2 separate regions of the Drosophila melanogaster genome follow, and region 1 is linked to region 2. A link is a contact called in public Hi-C data. All regions are on one chromosome and are shown on one strand. The core of a region is the stretch at or near the end of the contact, and the rest is flanking DNA. Distances in the headings are between cores, read along the strand shown.

The links. A called contact is a pair of places that touch in the nucleus more often than the background predicts.
Region 1: a Hi-C map of the Kc167 cell line shows a contact between it and region 2, with 2.7 times the contacts expected there. A contact is called at or near these places in 6 of 107 Hi-C or Micro-C datasets (the Kc167 cell line, the S2 cell line, embryo and 1 more) and 1 of 7 datasets of targeted methods (the Kc167 cell line).

Annotation. Positions count from the first base shown.
Region 1 is chr3R:15,984,866-15,988,991 of dm6, reverse strand. srp (serpent) reads right to left here and starts at 2,840. Exons shown (of 8, transcript NM_001275690.1): 1 at 2,205-2,840. lncRNA:CR44133 (long non-coding RNA:CR44133) reads right to left here and starts at 2,811. Exons shown (of 2, transcript NR_074017.1): 1 at 2,205-2,811.
Region 2 is chr3R:14,739,386-14,743,017 of dm6, reverse strand. eff (effete) reads left to right here and starts at 1,699. Exons shown (of 6, transcript NM_169601.2): 1 at 1,699-2,011; 2 at 2,078-2,638. The coding sequence starts at 2,615. It overlaps jvl (javelin-like), which reads right to left and starts at 1,436. Exons shown (of 6, transcript NM_142132.4): 1 at 427-1,436. The coding sequence starts at 840.

The sequences.
Region 1 (4,126 bases), core at 1,591-4,090, 1.2 Mb before region 2:
TATATTGAAATATCTTCTATTATAAATTAATGAAAAAAGTCTTAATAAATATTTTTTAAAAAATTGTGTTCAGAATGTAATAATAGTGTATGTATTAAACTACATGACTATTTCCAGATAATTCAATCCATATGAACCTTTTTTAGGCCCTTGGAAACACTAAAGAACTTTATCGGGGTCCAAGTTATACAGCCGTAGGATAGCTTGCAATTAGCATAAACAAATGCGGTATACGGAAAACTACCAATCAGATAAATGGAATTCCCCCATTAAAAACCGATCCGAAGCAATCCCAAAAATAGAGCATATCCATTCATAAAAAGGAATGGCAAATGAATCAGGACACGGGAATTTCCCAGCCCCGAAACAAAATTTATGAATGGAAGACGCGGACGCTAAACGGACAAGTCCTAAACTCATTAATTTTTATGCGGACAGTGAAAGTAAGGTTGGGTAATTAAAGTTCCGCAGCGGAGAACAATGCAAGTCGGAGCGATGACGGGGCACGGTGTCTGGGTGTTTGGGATCGGAATAGGGACTGGAAATGGTAATAGAACTGGGACTGAGACTGGGACTGGGCATATCCTGTCAAACACACATTATATTACGAAGTTGGACGGACAGACAGGTAACCAAGCCACTAGCAACAGGTACTCATTGAAGACCCAGTTAAGAGACACGCGCGGATACAGCTCATCCGCAGTGCTTGTGGCTCTATGTTTATATGGAGTAGGTGCGGTTTTTCCTAGAGTTTGGCGCACTCTGTGGATGTGTGTGCCAACCACAGAGGACTGGAACTGGAACTCGAACTGAAATCGGGACTGGGATAGGGACGTGGCCAGAGCAATTAACGATTAAGACAAACACGAGTGTCTTGTATCTTGTATCTTGTCTTTGGTGGATTGTTGTTTGCCGTACAGTTTGTTTGCGTTTCGGAATTTCACAAAAATTCTTTTATACTACAATTTTTACTTTACTTGTTCTGTTAATGTTTAATGTATGTGACTGTCCGTCATTGTTGGTTGTTTGTCCTCGGTTTGGTTTTGGTTTTGGTTTTTTTGTTTTTGCGGTGTTTATTGTCGCGGTTTCCTCCGCGGCACCCAAAAGTAAATCCCACTTGTTTGCGGATGCATTTCGCTATGGAGATGCACGTGTCAGGGGAGTCGGATGGCTGTGTGGGATGCATCCAGGGTTTCCCTGGAAAATCACTGGCTGAACAACAAAAGGCAATTGTCGGTTAACTACGACAATTCGCTTGACTATAATATGTGTGTGGTTATACAATATATATATATATATATATTTTTTTTGTATAATTAATTTTCAATATGGCTGACCTATGGCAGGAAGTCATGTGTGTATAGCAATGAATTTATGGGTACATAGTATAAGGCCCCACTACATTTATTTCATTTGTTTTGAAATTCTTTTCTTAAATGCTTATTTTTCTTGAATAATTTTTTCTTTTCATTTTTTCCCCACATACATATATTATACATATACATACAAGTCGATGTTGATAAGGCCTCGTTGTTGTCGTCGCCACAACTCAACGACCGCAGGGCCAAGTGGATCGGCAGCGGTACCATGGAACGGGACCCATCGTTTGGACTCGCATTTTGTTTTTCAGTCGTTTCAACCTCCTTATATATTTATATATATATACACATACATATATATAAAATATATACTCGGGCACGCATATGGGCACTTGCTGGGTGCCACTGCCTGGAGCTGTAAGGCAATGCCCCACCCCTTGGCTGGACGGGATCCGGAGTTTTGTGCTTTTTGGGTTCGTTGATCGTCATGCTGGTTTCTCGTAATCGACATAATTTTCCCTACTTTTCCCTGTCGGTCCCTTTTCAATTCCTTAAATTTTCTTAGACACTTTTTGCTTGGATGCATTCCACAACATTTAATAATCTTACTGCGACTTGAACTGAAATATTTATTCTTAGAAACCATTTTAAGCCTAAAACTCATTAAAATCATGACTGTTTGCAAAAAATGAATACAATGACTCATAATAATACGTACACTATGTCTTCCCAAGAGTTGTGACTAAACATTATGTGACATTTATTTATGTACATATGTAGCTTCATTTAGCACATATGCAACATTCCATTAGTATTATTTATGTTAGTTAAGACAATTGAGAGCAACTTCCCCCGAAGGCCAACAAATCGTCTGGTGAAACTTACCAAGTTGTCCATGGCCAGATTCCCATGCATATTCCGACAGCGATTGAAAATCCATTGTGGCTAGGTCCAGAATCGAGTGCTCGGATCCGTTGCGCTCATTATGAGGGGCGTTCGTTCGGCCCATGTGGTTTTCATCGATGATGACCGAGCCGCGGACATCTGGGCATCTGGCGATCTCAGGCGCTAAGCAAGCGTTAAATTTTCGGTTTCGATACTGTCCGGACTTTGAGGGGGCGTTAACCCGGCAAATGAAAGTGTCACACAGGTCACGCCGACGGATCACAACTCTTTCGGGGAACGATGAGGAGGCGGGTGGTGGCTTTTCCGGGCGCCCAACCGTCGATTATGTTGGTTAAACTCACGTCGCTTTTGTGGTTAAACACACGTTTGAAGGATTTCCCTTGCGCCGGCGCAACTTTCCTCACATTTTTCCACGCTCAAAGGGTTTTCTTCGGTTTCACGCCCAACAGATCACGGTGATAATCGCCGGGACACGACCCACGAATCCGCACCGGTGTGCCGGATGCAATCGATAGGATGGGATGGCACGGGATGGGTTCGGTTGGGAGTGGACCCGACCAGACCCGCATCCGAGCTCCGACCTACTACTACAACTTTTCAAATGCTACTCGGCCGGGAGCCACCCAAAGCAATGCGAGTAAAATATTCTTGATTAAAACTTATCAGAGCACATTTCATATCACCTTTTCAAAAACGCAACAACAGCAAAGTAACGATTGTACTTATTATCGGCGACGCAACCGTCGAACTCATTGCGCCGTGTACTCGGTACTTTGGCGTAGTTTGGCTGTCGCCGGTTCCGCTGATTGGACGCCGCCAAGATATGGCTATCTGAGCCGGGCCCGATTCCGATTCCACGATTGCCAGCCCCACAGGCGCCATCTCCGCCGCATGGACGCCACACGGGAGCGAGCAGGACGCTGGCACAGATAGAGCGAGAGGCAGGGTGGGCGATACCAAAACACGATTTGATTAAGTTGCATCACGCGTCGGTCGCGCGACTATCCTTATCGGGGCAACTCTCGCTCTCCGACTTGGTGAGTATATGCCATAGGTCCTTATCATCTGGCCTGCTTTGGCCAGATTTGATTTGGTGACGACAGCATTCGGAATCTGGCCACTATAGCGGAATGTACATAAGTTCCTGTTTCGAATGCTTACCAAACAGTAGAGAAAGGATCTTTAACCAACTTACTAAAAAAAAATATATATAAATTCCCCCAGATCCAATCCTGTAAATACCCAATTTCTAATTATTTCTCAAAGATACAAGCTCTTCCAAACTAATCTTTTTCTAAATCAAAAATATAAGTTCCTAATATAAATCCCACTTTTCTCTTTTATATCTAAGATATTTTCCGGTTTAGTAAAGATGGTTTATGAAAGATATAACATTTTTTTTGCGCTCAATAAATAGAGACTGATCTACATTAAACCAAACCGATAACAAAGCCTGGCAGACGACCTTGCCTATCTATGGCACTCCTACTATTCTCCCTACACACCCCCCCTTTCGATGAAGTTTATGATGAAGTTTATTTCCCACCAGGGAAATGCCAAAGAGTCTGGTAATTTTAAAAAACTAAAAAGCAAGCACGTTTCCAAAAAAAAACGATAAAAAAATGTAAAGATATTCCTATCTAATAGCAAAATGCCGGCTCTTATGACGTCACGCGTCGTGATAAGAGAACCAGTAATCAAGAAACAATAACAAAAAGCTGAGAACAAACATATTGCAAACAGAAACATTGATAAAACCAGACGAATCAGAAGCAAGGAGCGGGTGACGAGGCGAAAACAATGCTGGCGAGATAAGGAGGTAAATAACCTGGCGGAAAACTTTAAGTCGGCGCCTCGCCGGGCAGACCAAGATCCGACCCAGCCAGTAGGGAGAGGAGGAG
Region 2 (3,632 bases), core at 450-2,949:
GGGAATTATATATTCAGATATGACACGACCCAAGTTGCAAGTGCAGCGGAAGTGATCCATTACGCAAGTTTAGAGCGGAAAGAGCGGTGCGATTGCTCGAAAAAAAGAGATGGCAGAGTGGAAGGTAGAAAATGAGTATTAAAACCCATGGGGGTTTTATTACAATTACAATTCTGTGACATGCCAAACGAATCCCTCGAACTGGAAACTCTCTGTTCCAACCAGAATTCTTTATTTTTGGTTTTCTTTTCCTGTTTTGGGGTTAAATCTAAATACATACAAATGGCATTATCAAAGTTTAAATAAAATACTACATTTTATAATACATAACTTAAAGGGGATATATTATATTTGATTGGCAATTATAGAAGTTCCTTGTTCTCCTAATATTACAAGTTTATCTGGTTCTTTGTGCAACAAACTCACCTTGTGGCAAAACGCGGCTGCCTCCTTGGCCACGCCTACTCCGTCCGCTGAGTGGGCGTGCGTTGATGGCGAGGTCGCGTAGACGAAGAGCGGTAGCGAGCTAAAGTTCCGTTTGTCCTGAAAGCGGCGGCTGAAGAATAACGGCTTGTGGCATCCCGCTGCAGCGGCTAGTATGTTTGTTGTTGTTGCCGTTTTCGTAACACTAGGTGTGGAAGCTACTGCTGCTGCTTCTTCTTGTCTGCGCGTATTTACTGTTGTTGTTGTTGTTGTTATGGGTGCTGCAGTTGTTGTGTTTGCTGTTGTTGCATTTGCTGGGGTCGCCATTGGCGTATCGCAATTTTCTCGTATTATCGCCGCTTCTTCCTCTTCGCTGCAAGTTGTTGTTGTCTGTGTTTGCGTTTTTGTTGTTGGCATGACTACAACTACAGCTACTATAAATCGAATATAAATATATCGACGGAGGCGTGGGCGGTGGCGGAGCTGTGGGCGTGTCCCTGCAGCTGCTGGCGTCCCTTATTGTTGTTTCTGTTGTTCTTGTTGTTATTACTTAGGACCTTGGCATTATCCTCCTCCATCTTTTTTGCTGTTCAAGAAGTCAGCGAAGTTCAGCGCTTGCCAAAACTGAATGATTAGCACTTGCACATCGTCGCGTTTATCTTGGCTTTCTTCATTATTTCTTGTTTTTCAAGTGCAAAAATATTGTACAAATTCTTGGGCCATACAAAAGTGTGAGTTCTGTGTAAAAATTCACAAAAAAATACGCACGAAGCCGATTGCGGGGGTGGGAGAGAGATGGCGATACACGAACGAGTTCAAAGGGCCGCCAAACTAGGAAAAACACGCCAACAAATCAAACAAAACACTTGCACAACCGCAATTCGATCAATGTCGAAGCAAAACAGCCACTAATATTAAGTATATTACTTAATTAACAAACACTTTTGTTTGAAATATTTTGCAGACAGTTAAAGTTAGAGCTGGAACCAAAATCGATGTTTATGCGATACTATCGATGTATAGGGTAAGAGGGCTGCATTGATTAAATTCAGCTACCGTCGATTGTTTTAACTGTTCATACTATTATAACGGCAGTTTCAGACAGCGGAAGCGCCATTTGGAGTAGTGAGAAAATAAAAAGTTAAATTAAATGAACCAGTTTATTTTGTTAAAAATATTTTCATCCTTATGATAATAAAATCTAAATACTAAAAATCTACTAACGCCTGTTATTCCCAAAAACTATCGATAGCACAACGGAAAATATCGACAAGTATCCTGAATTGGCACGTCGGCCTTGCCAGACCAGCGCTCTGGAGTGAATTTAAATTTTAAAATAACGCCCTGTCAATTCAGTTGTAGAACTCAGTAGCTAGTCGGAAAGTTTTCAAGAACTCGGATTACCAACATCTCAAAATTGCTCAGTAAAAACATTCCGGCAGCCTGCAACACGTTGGGTGTTAACAAATTTACATACAAGTTGCAAGCTTTTGGGCGCACGCACCATCGATAAGAAGGTAGTTCGAATAAAATATAACACCTCCTCGCTGCCGGTAAAACTATTTCTTCTGGCTGTTCCCGAACTAAAGTGAGTATGAAGAGTCTTGCATTGGCAATCAAATTGTAATTAACTGATTCATCCCTCACCTAAAAGGCGTTGCCACCCAATCGATCTGGCCACCCCTAGCGAAAAGGTCATATAGCTGGACTGCTCTGCTGGACTTCCGCTTCACAACACTACCACACGACACAGACACACCATTCCTCTCGCTCGGGCTTACACTTCGGTGTAACGATTGTGCTTCGTTGCGTTCTCAGCTCACTAACGGTCGTCTCTATCGCACAAACGGTCGAAAGGCCCCGCATTGATTGTGAAAAAATAATCGTCGCCGTAGTCTTCGTCGGGTCGCCGTTTTTACTTGCAGTGCGCTGGTGCTGCTTTATTTCGTGACAAGGGACACTCAACCGAAAGAGCCATATTTAAGCATCAAAGTTCTAGAGGCGCAACGCAGCTTTGTGTTTCGTTTTTCGTTCAATTCTAAGCAGGAGGATTATATATTGAATAAAACCCAATTCTGTGCGAAGAACAAAAGAAATACGCGAGACACCAACACCAGCACACAACCAACCAAACACACACACAACCAACCAAACACACACACAACCCAGAAAATCAAATTTCAATCAGAAAATGGCGTTAAAAAGAATCAATAAGGTATGTGAAAAAAGGAATATCTCAAAAAACTTTGCGAAACGGACTAAAAAAAGAAAGAACAGAACCCTTTGCGATACACCAAAATGATAGTCTAAAAAAAAAGCGAACAGACATCAGTTTTCAACGGGAGAAAAATTTTATGCAAGAAATGTGAAACGTAGGTAGTAACCGAGGAGAAGAAAGAAGAAGCGGGGGGAAAGAAGCGTGCAAGAGGGAAGGGAGAAAATGAGCTGTGGAGTTACCATTTAATTAATAAGTTAGTAATTAGGAGCAGATTAGAAATTTTGAGGGTGGTGAAAAAGGTATAAGGATGTGTGTGTGTGGTGGGCAAGGCAACGTGTAGTGCAGTCATCGCTTCCGTTACTTTTGCGAGAGTGTGGGATAAGTGTGTGTGCGATGCGTGTGCGTGAAAGTGCAATGCAAATGTGCATTGTTTGTGTGCGTGTGTGCCGGGCACCTGGATGCATTTACATTAATGCAACTATACGGCGGAGTTTTCGCAGCTCTACGGGCGCTGTTACCCAATACACGCTGTACACGGCACTCGCACACACTCTCAGCCTCGCAACAGTCACACATAAACGCACACACTGCCAGCGCCGCAGAAAGATCCAGCAAAAAATAAAACAGAGCAAAAGCAAGAAGCGTATAAAATTAACCTAACCCTACTTTTTGCGCTGATAATTCAGAAATAGTGCTGCCCCCAAGCATATATATTTATATATGTATTTAGGTAGAGTGGTTCTAGCGTGCGTGCTTCGATAATTATTTTTAAAGTGCCTGCGCGTCGTTTGTCCTTGTCCAGTAAATGCTTTTTTACACCCCAATGTTCAAGGCCCTGACAACCCGATATTTTTTCAAAGTCATCCCAGCCTTCCTCAAAAGCATTAGTAATATCTCGAAGTTGTGGAAATGTTACTTGGCAAATTGGGATCTTTTTTTACGTTTGAAGCCGGTTATCATAGTCATACCCCACACACACACACATTAAAAC